2 separate regions of the Pan troglodytes genome follow, and region 2 is linked to region 1. The links are chromatin contacts, called in public capture Hi-C maps. All regions are on one chromosome and are shown on one strand. Each heading gives the region's core, a stretch centred on a gene start, on an enhancer-like site or on the middle of the called end of the contact. The rest is flanking DNA. Distances are from core to core; before and after follow the strand shown.

What was found. Capture Hi-C pulls out chosen DNA fragments and counts their contacts.
Region 2: a capture Hi-C map of stem cell-derived neural stem cells shows a contact between it and region 1, with 2.7 times the contacts expected there. The contact joins two enhancer-like sites. A contact is called at or near these places in 5 of 7 Hi-C or Micro-C datasets (blood, induced pluripotent stem cells, a lymphoblastoid cell line and 1 more) and 1 of 1 other capture datasets (stem cell-derived neural stem cells).

The regions. Positions count from the first base shown.
Region 1 is chr23:28,558,545-28,563,409 of NHGRI_mPanTro3-v2.0_pri, forward strand. No RefSeq gene overlaps it. Among named protein-coding and RNA genes, the nearest start is that of ASPHD2, 33 kb to the right of the region's middle. Within about 2 kb of position 2,602, at least 2 of the 24 cell types and tissues checked have an H3K27ac peak or open chromatin away from gene starts, as enhancers often do. A contact at or near this core is called in stem cell-derived neural stem cells, where this site is marked.
Region 2 is chr23:28,625,236-28,630,100 of NHGRI_mPanTro3-v2.0_pri, forward strand. It overlaps HPS4 (HPS4 biogenesis of lysosomal organelles complex 3 subunit 2), which reads right to left. Exons shown (of 16, transcript XR_008541687.2): 12 at 3,637-4,546. Among named protein-coding and RNA genes, the nearest start is that of SRRD, 21 kb to the right of the region's middle. Within about 2 kb of position 2,891, at least 7 of the 24 cell types and tissues checked have an H3K27ac peak or open chromatin away from gene starts, as enhancers often do. A contact at or near this core is called in stem cell-derived neural stem cells, where this site is marked.

The DNA.
Region 1 (4,865 bases), core at 1,352-3,851:
TACCTCTGTCTTTAAGTGACACATGACTTGTAGTAGCACTGTAGTGTCCTCTGGTTAAGTATACGTGACTGTAGCAGACAGCAGCATGACTGACTGTAGCATGTGGCATGTAGCATGTAGTATGTAGCATGTAGTAGTATGCTGTGGCCGGCCGTGCACAAGGATCTGAGGCTATAGCAGAGAATAAAACATGGTCCTTACTCATTTAGATCTTATAATCTACTGGGAAGACAGACGCTAATCAATTACCTACACAAATAAACATATGAGCACAAGCTAGGAAATGTGCCAAGAATGAAAGATACAGGGGTGCACCAGGGGGACTTGTGATTGGGGGTGAATGGTCAAGGAAGTGATTGGTATTGAGACCTAAAGCAAGAGTGGAGCAGTAAAGGAACGTCAGAGAAAGTTTTCAGGGCAGATCGAGGATGTGGAGGGAGGACAACAGGTGCTTGGCACCTCTGAGGGACAACCAGTGTGGCTGGAGGCTGGCGAGAGGGGCGTCACATAGTGGGAGGGGCTGAAGAGGCCGCAGGGGCAGACCTCAACCCAGGGAAGTAGGGGAGAGACGAGAGTGGACCTCATGTGTGACACTCCTTCTGATGGCCACATGCGGACTCCAATAGTTTGAGTAGTTTCCAAGGAGGAGGATTTGGGGGCTCCACGCTCACCCTTTACCTTCATGGAGGATGCACAACACACAGAGAAGCGGGGGAGGCTTGTCAGGGAAGCATTCTAGGTGCATGTCGGGCTGCCCCTTTCCATTAGGGGTCCAATTTTTTCCCATTGGAAAACTGAGGGCTGCTAACCAGCCATGGTGTTATGCACCTGTACTTCCAGCTGCTCGAGAGGTTGAGGCAGGAGGATCGCTTGAGCCCAGGAGGTCGAGGCTGCAGTGAGCTATGGCTGCACCACTGCACTCCAGCCTGGGCAATAGAGTGAGACACTGTTTCAAAAAACTTGAAAAAGGGCTGGGCGTGGTGGTTCACGCCTGTAATCCCAGCACTTTGGGAGTCTGAGGCGGGAGGACTACCTGATGTCAGGAATTCGAGACCAGCATAGCCAATATGGTGAAACCCCATCTCTACTAAAAATACAAAAATTAGCCAGATGTGGTGGTGGGCACCTGTAGTCCCAGCTACTCAGGAGGCTGAGGCAGGAGAACTGCTTGAAACTGTGAGATGGAGGTCGCAGTGAGCCGACACCATGCCATTGCACTCCAGCCTGGGTGAGACAGCGAGACTCCATCTCAAAAAAAAAAAAAAAAAAAAAAAATTGAAAAGAAAGAAAGGAAAAAGCAGACAGAGGGCTAGGCTTCTGACAGGCCCCATAGGGAGAAGCCTATTCAGTGAACCTGGGACAGCTGGCAGGGCCAGAGCTCAGCTGATCATTCATGGGCTTGTCACTCAGTCAGTAAAAGAATGGGGATTCCGAGGAAGGACAAACAAAGGAAAGAAAAAAGATGGAAAGGTCACTCCATGCCCCAGATGCCTCAGAAACCCAGATCCTGTTTCCCAGGCCTGGCTGTCCTCCAAGTTTAGAATAATAGTGAAGAGAAAGAGCTTCTCCTGAGATCAGAACCTACCTCACTAGTAGATGTACTTCAGACAAACAAAACAAGGTAGAGAGACCTGGGCCAGGAGAGAGAAAGGACCCCAAAAAAGTGACCAAAGAGATCCCTGTCAGGATAACACAGTAACGACAATAATAATAATTGCTGGCATTTGTTGACTGCTAGCTAATTATTTTTTGTTTGTTTTTGTTTTTTTGTTTGTTTGTTATTGTTTGTTAGTTTTTTCTTTTTTGAGACAGAGTCTTGCTCTGTCACCCAGGTTGGACTGCAGTGGTGTGATCTCGGCTCACTGCAACCTCCGCCTCCTGGGTTCAAGCAATTCTCTTGCCTCTGCCTCTGGAGCAGCTGGGATTCCAGGCACCCGCCACCACACCCAGCTAATTTTTGCATTTTTAGTAGAGACGGGGTTTCACCATGTTGGCCAGGATGATCTCGAACTCCTGATCTCAGGTGATCCACCTGTCTCGGCCTCCCAAAGTGCTGGGATTACAGGCATGAGCCACCACACCCGGCTTGTTTTGCTTTTTGTATTTTATTTTATATATGTTTTTATTTTAGAGACACAGTCTGGCTCTGTCGTCCAGGTTGGAGAGCAACGGTATAGTCACAAGCTCACTGCAACCTCACACTCCTGCACTTACACCATCCTCCCACCTCAGCCTCCCACAGTGTTGGGATTACAAGTGTGACCCACCACACCTGGCTGTTTTTTACATTTTAAATACACCTTTTAAATTCTATAATACTTTTTAGATTTCCTAGCTATTCGATGCACTTTAATATCTCATTTACTTTTGTGGGTAAAGAAATTAGCCGTCTTCTTTTACAGATGCAGTGTCTGAAGTGCAAATAGGCGAAGTCACTTACCCAGGTTCACACAGCTGGTACATAAGGGAACGGCACCCAGGAGGTCTGGCTACCCCGTGAATGCCAGGGTAGAAATCACTAAAGGCCAACCTTCAGAGAGCAGAGCTACTTCCTCCCAGGGTGCTCAGAACAAAGCAGGGCTCTTTCAGCCTGGGGATGCCCTGGATGCAGGAGCCCGGCCTTATTTGGCTCATATCCCGGGAGGTGTTAGGGATGGATTAGGCAGTGGCTAAGAGCTGGAACTTTGGGTTTGAATCTCAACTCCATCTGTGATTAGCCCCTTAGTGGGGTGAGGGACCCTGGAGGGGATAGATTTCCTCCTGCCTCATTGTGGGACTCTCCAAGAGGGGGTTCCTACCTCCCCATGCAAAAGAAAGAGAAAAAGTTATACTAACTGTCATAGAATGTTGGGGCAGACACTCAAAAGTACCTAGCCGTATCTGTTTCCTTTCCCTTTGCTAACAGAATCCCAATCTTGTTCGGAGCAACTATGAACCCGGCCACAGAAAATGCATCATGGTTGGTTTTACTTAGGATAATCCTGTCACTCATTTTTTTCAGCCTCCCCTGCTGCTAGGGTTGATCCTCTTGACTCCTTTTGGCCAATGAGCCTCAGCAGAAATTGGCTTGGGGTAGAGGGCCTGTTCTCAGAAAGTATTCGCTTTCCTGATAAAAGAGGGCAGACACAATTGAAACAGCTCCAGCCCCAGGCCCCTGTCTTCCTACCCTGAACCCCATCATGATGTGACATAACTTCCACGGCCATCTCACAATGGAAGTGATCAGCTTGAAGACAAAAGCAATACACGAAGAATGATGGGGTGGACAAGCAGAAAACCCTGGGTCTCAGAAATCCTACTACTGGGCGCCTACCCAAAGAAAAAGAAATTATTGCATCAGAAAGACACCTGCATTCATGCATTTATCACGATACTATCCACAATAGCAAGTCGTGGAATCAACCCAAGTGTCTATCAGTAGATGATGGGATTAAAAAAAAAAATTGATACATATGCCCCATGGAATACTATGCAGCCATTACAAAGAATAAACTCATGTCTTGCAGCAACATAGATGGAACTCAGGCCATTATTCTAAGTGAAATGACTCAAAAGGAGAAAATCAAATACCAAACATTCTCGCTTATCGGTGGGAGCTAAACAATGGGTACTCATGGACATAAAGATAAAAATAATGAACACTGGGGACTCCAAAAGGGAGAAAAGGTGGGAGGGGCAAAGGGAGGAAGGGTTGTGGCGGCTATAGCCTTAGAAGATGTATTTCTTAAACAAGACTTAAAAGTTAAAATTACTCCTTCATCCATGGGCTGTAGAATGGATTTTATGTTAGTAGGCAGGAAAACAACAGTAATCTTCTTGTACATCTCCATCAAAGCCCATGGCTGACCAGGTGCATTGTCAATGAGTAATAATATTTTGAACAGAATCTTTTTCTGAGCAGTAGGTCTCAAAAGTGGGTTTAAAATATGTAGTAAACTATACCATAGACAGATGTGCTGTTACACATGCACAGGCAGAGTAGTGGATTTTGCATAATTCTTAAGGGCCCTGGGATTTTTGAAACAGTAAATGAGCACTGGCCTCAACTTAGAGTCACCAGCTGCATTAGCCCCTAACAAGAGAGTCAGCCTGTTCTTTGAAGCTTGAAAGCCAGGCATTGACTTCTCCTCTCTAGCTATGAAAGTCCTAGATGGCATCTTCTTCCAATAGAAGGCTGTTTCGTCTATGCTGAAAATCCATTATGTAATGTAGCTACCTTCCTCAATGATCTTAACTGGATCTTCTGGATAGTTTGATGCAGTTTCTACATCAGCACTTGCCACTTCACCTTGCACTTCGATGTTATAGAGACAGCTTCTTTCCTTCAACCTCATGAACCAACCTCTGTTAGATTCAACCTTTTCTTCTGCAGCTTCCTCATCTCTCTCAGCCTTCACAGAATTGAAGAGAGGTAGGGCCTTGCTCTTAATTAGGCTTTGGCTTAAGGAGATGTGGTGGCTGGTTTCATCTTCTATCCAGACTTTTAAACTTTCTCCATATCAACAATAAGCCTATTCTGCTTTCTTTTCATTTGTGTTTTCACTGGAGTGGCACTTTTTAATTTTCTTTAATAACTTTTCCTTTCCATTCACAACTTGGCTAAGTTGCAAAAGAGGCCTAGCAAAAGGCCAGTCTTGGCTTCCAACGTACCTACTTCACTAAGCTTAATCATTTCTACCTCTTGATTCAAAGTGAGAGATGGCAACTCTTCCTTTCACTTGAACACTTGGAGGCCATTGCAGGATTATTAATTGGCCTAACTTCAATATTGTTGTGTCTTAAGGAATAGAGAGGCCCAAAGATTGGAAGAGAGATGGTGAAACAGCCAGTCTGTGCAGCAATCAGAACACATACAGCATTTATGG
Region 2 (4,865 bases), core at 1,641-4,140, 67 kb after region 1:
AGGAAAGACAATCATAATATCTCATGTTCAGATCACTGAGAGAGCCTGACCAACACTGCGTTTAACACTGAGCCTCTTATTTGAACAGATGTGTGTGCATGTGCCGACACGCGCACGGGCACACATAAGCATTCACCTGAAGTCAAACCACAGCCTCACTGAAAGTTTTTGGACCTCAAGAACCTGCTAACAGTCATCCCTTCCATGCTGAGCTGGTGTCCAGAGGAAGAAACACTAAGAACAGAGAGTGAGCCATGCCAAAAACTGTTTCCCCACAGGCACAGAGCTTTGCTTCCAAAATCTTCTGCCTAACTTGCACTCAAGATAGGATCACTTAACCATAAAAACACAGTTAATCACAAGATGCTATGTCAGATGACATGTGGATAATTTTCACTGATAACCAAGTGCTTTCATACATACCAGGGGTCAGCAAACTCTAGCCTATAAACTAAATCCAGCCTGTTGCCTATCTTTGTACAGCCTGAGACCTAAGAATGGTTTTTATATTTTTTTACTTGGTTGGGGAAAAAAGTCAAAAGAATAATATTGTAACATGTGCAAATTATATGAAGTTCCAATTCCATGTCCATAAATAATTACTGGAATACAGTCATACCATTTATATACTGTCTATGGCTGTTTTTGTACTACAACAGCAGAGCTGAAAAGCTGTGCAAAGCTGAAAATATTTGCTTTCTGGTCCTTTACATAAAACGTTTGCCAGCCACCGATATATACTGCTACATAATGTGATCCTCACAACAGCCCTAGGCAACACAGAGCTGAGGCTAATTCCCGGGTTCTCTGACTTCTAGTGCACACGAAAGCAAGTGGCACAAATGTCAGTGTGTGACACAGCGTGCAGCAGGAGCAATGCATGGAACACACATTCACTTAGAGATACCGGTTTCCCAGTTGGGGGAAGGTGTTTTTTCATAAAATGTTTTATGGCAACACTCTCACACTAACTTCAAGCCTCATGTACTGTACACAGAAGCTCCATGTCCTATTGTAGTGATAAATAATTAATCTGATCACTGTTTGAAGGTCAATGAGATTATCTTGGGGTTTGAGTAATGGACTATCAGCGGCTCTATGCTGCCCCCTGGTGTGAGCCTATTCCGCTCCCTCTGAGGGAATTCCAGCCCCAATCCCAACCCTCCTGGCTGCTCCACCCACGGCTCCTTCCACCATCCCAACCCCTGCTGCCCCTCACCCTACCCCCACTCCCTGTGGAAGCTGATCCACCCAAAGACAAGACAGCCAAATGACACAAGGGCAGCTTGGCAGTATGTAACATCATTAAGGAGCCCTTGCAAAAGGGGTGTGCTCACCATAACTGGGGGTATTTGGTTTTTCTAGACAGTAGCAGAGGGGCTGCAGGGAAATCAGATAAAGTATTTTCAAGGCTAGTCTGGGACACAAAGGCAATCAAACACCTCTTCCCGATTATAAAACAGAAATCCTTTGGGTCTGATTAACAAACCCACTCTCAAACCAGTGGGCTGATCAAAGTTAGTCACTCCGTACTAGAAAAGATTAGCTTTTCAGGGATGGGTGCAATCATGCCTGTAATCCCAGCACTTTGGGAGGCCGAGGCGGGCAGATTACCTGAGGTCAGGAGTTCGAGACCAGCCTGACCAACATGGAGAAACCCCGTCTCTACTAAAAATACAAAATTAGCCGGGCCTGGTGGCACATGCCTGTAATCCCAGCTACTCAGGAGGTTGAGGTAGGAGAACCGCTTGAACCGGGGAGGCGGAGGTTGCAGTGAGCTCAGATCACAGCATTGCACTCCAGCCTGGGCAACAAGAGCGAAACTCCATCTCAAAAAAAAAAAAAAAAAAAAAAAAAGAAAAGAAAAGATTAGCTTTTTCTCTTCCATAAAACTGCAGTCTATTTCCCGGGGCCTAGCCAGCATCAAACCCTGCTTTCCACAGAAACCCATGGAGGCTGATGTCGTAACAGCATGGATAGACCTTGACAAACCAGGGGATATGGCCATAGAGCACGAGCCACAGAAGGCAGGACACTGACCCCCTTTCTTCAGCTTCCCAGCTATCACTGCAAGGGCAGGGCAGTGGGGGGACAGAGAGGCTGGGGTGGGGAACCAGAAACAAGCAAGAATTCTGGACCTGCCACTTGCAGGAAGTCTTTTCATCTCAATGAGGCTGTTTTCTTACTGGTAAAATGGGAGTTACAATGCCTCCTTCCCAGAACTGTACTAAGGCTTGGCTAAAACAAGAGATGCGAAGTATTTCACATATAGTTGGTGCAGAATACATCTCAAAGAGCAGCCCGGGCTATTTTTTCCTTTTTGTGGGGGAAGGTAAAAAGAGAGGTATTATATCCACTTTATTGCATTCAAACACTGGGCCCTTCAAAATGACATTTCTAAGGCTCGACACTGTGCAGAATAGATCATGAAAACCAAGGCATCGGCAGGGAGATGAGGCGTTTAACACTGCAGCCACAACTCCCTGCACTGTTATAAGAAGGAGATGGATAGTCACTCCTAGCTATGGTCAATGGGGATACAGGAAGCAAATGAGCCGTAACTCAGTGACCCAGCATCTGTGGAAAGGGGACAGAGAAGCCTGACAGCTCCAGAGAGCATTCTCTTGCTAGGAGCTCTGTGCAAGGAAGGTGCTGTGCAGTCTTATCTCTTCTTCTGTATTTCAAGGTGACTAGCTCATTTATGGAGGGTCACAAGCCCTGCATGATAGTAAGATCAGCTTAGAATAATACACATGTAAGAATAAAAACAAGGAAAGCCCCAAGACACCATTTGCCCTGCAGCAATTTCAACCTGCTGTTCTTACTGCTACCACTTTCCCTGCCTACTAAAGCAAGGCTGTTACTATAGCAACGAATCTCCAGCGTGGGCCCCAGGGAAGGTCAGTTTACCACTCTAAGCCTCTAAGCAGGGAAGGGGCTGCAATAGTTTAAGAGCCCTCCAGAGCCAGGCAGGATTTCAGACGTCCCAGCCTTCTAGGAAGGAGCTTCAGATCAGGTACGATGCTGGGGCTATGGAGGGAAACACTGGGTTTCCAGGGAACTCCCAACCCAGGCTGTGACACACTGCAGAGGAGTTTCCAGCTGACACGGAACCTAGAGCTGTCCAGGCTAGGAAATGAGGCCATGAGCAGGGGCAGCACAACAGTGACTGTGCACGTATGCGTGCAGTCTCTGCCTGCATTATCTCACTGCATCTGGAACAGGAAGGTCTACCACCATCCCTACGTGACTGAGGAGTTAGCCGAGGCTCAAGGGGACAAAGGTCTGTGGGCAAGTTCACACAGCTAGAGGACAAGGGCCAGGATTCCATCTCAGGCCTTCCCTTTCTCCAAGGCCTGCGCTCTGCAAAACTAGAAACAGCGGAAGAAGAGAACCAACACTTGTTGGATGCCAATGCACCACCAGTGCTATGCGCTTGACTCACTCTTACCCCCTACAAAAACCCACAGAGGCAGGTAATACCTCCATCGTCTAAACAAGAACGTCTTGCCCAGGGTCACACAACTGAGGGCTGAGCCTTTATCTCTTCCCTGGGTGTTGGCACAGTGCTGTGAGGGAAGCACAGGAGATCGGCAGAGGCCGCAGAGGGGCAGGAGAAGGTCTGAGGACACTCACCACTTCCTCTATGGCTGCGCTGTCTCCCAGTAGCGGCTCCTCAGCCAGCAGGGACAGCACCAGCCCTTTGACGCAGTGAGTGTAGAGATTCATCCTCACGAGCCCCATGCAGGACTCTGCTGGTGTCAGCCTGGAGCTGATTCCATCTGCAGAGGGGCCAGCACCCTGACAGTTTGCTGAGCCTGAACTGCATTCCAGACCAGGGGCTGCGTGGCTTTCACAGACCCCATCAACATCCTCATCCAGGCCTTGTTCCCCCGTGGGAAGCTTGTTTCCTCTCTGCCCTGGATCTAAGCGAGGCAATAACAAGGGCCTGCGGGTCCTTCTGGGGAGAGGGTCTGCTCTGGGAATGGTGGCTTGGCTGCTATGGCCAGGATGGTCTTCGAGCTGCTCTTGGGCTCCATGCTGGGTCAGCATCTCAGGAGCAGAGGGAGGGCGCAGGCTGCTGACGGCTGTGTCCTCAGGAGGCGTGGGTTCCAGGCTGCTGGAGGCGCTGAGAGATGCCTTGCAGTAAGGAGCCCTGCCATCTGGAACAGGCACATGTAGGAAGGCAAAATGACCTGAGGCCGTTTCCACTTCCTGAGCCTCTGGAATGTGGATTTCAGACAAGTCGAGTTCTTCTTGGAGAAAGACTAGTTCCTTCCCCAGGGAGGAGCTGAGGCCAAGAACCTCACCCCTGGCAGAGTTGTGCAGTCCTGCGGGCCTGATGCTCTCCAGATCACGGCCAGACAAGCATCCGTTCTCCTTCCTGCCATCTGGACAAGCTTTGTCAGGGGATGTGGGATCTGGGGTGGTCCAGGCCATGGATTCCACATGGCCAGTGGCGTTTTCTTTCAGGGCAGATGTGGTCCCACCCTTTGGATGGTGCTGGGCTGAACCATCCTGGAGTCCTGCTGGAGATGCTAGAGACCTGGCAAACAAGAGAGATGTGAGGAAGGGGCACGTCGACAGATTGCAGGGCAAGTGCCCTTCCACAGTGAAGACTAAAGCACAGGCATCAAGGACAAGGGGGTGCCTGAGACCACAGAGCCTAAGAGGCCACCAGAGTTAAATCACAAGAGTAAAAATAGGGCTTTACGTAGTGACACCAGGCTCACCTACTGAAAATGGCAGAGCCCACTGAATAAGACTGACCCACATTTGGAAGGTCTCCTACGCATCAGGCCCTATACTAGGTGCTGTACATATACTATTTTCAAGTGTCACAATGAACTCATCAAAGGGATACT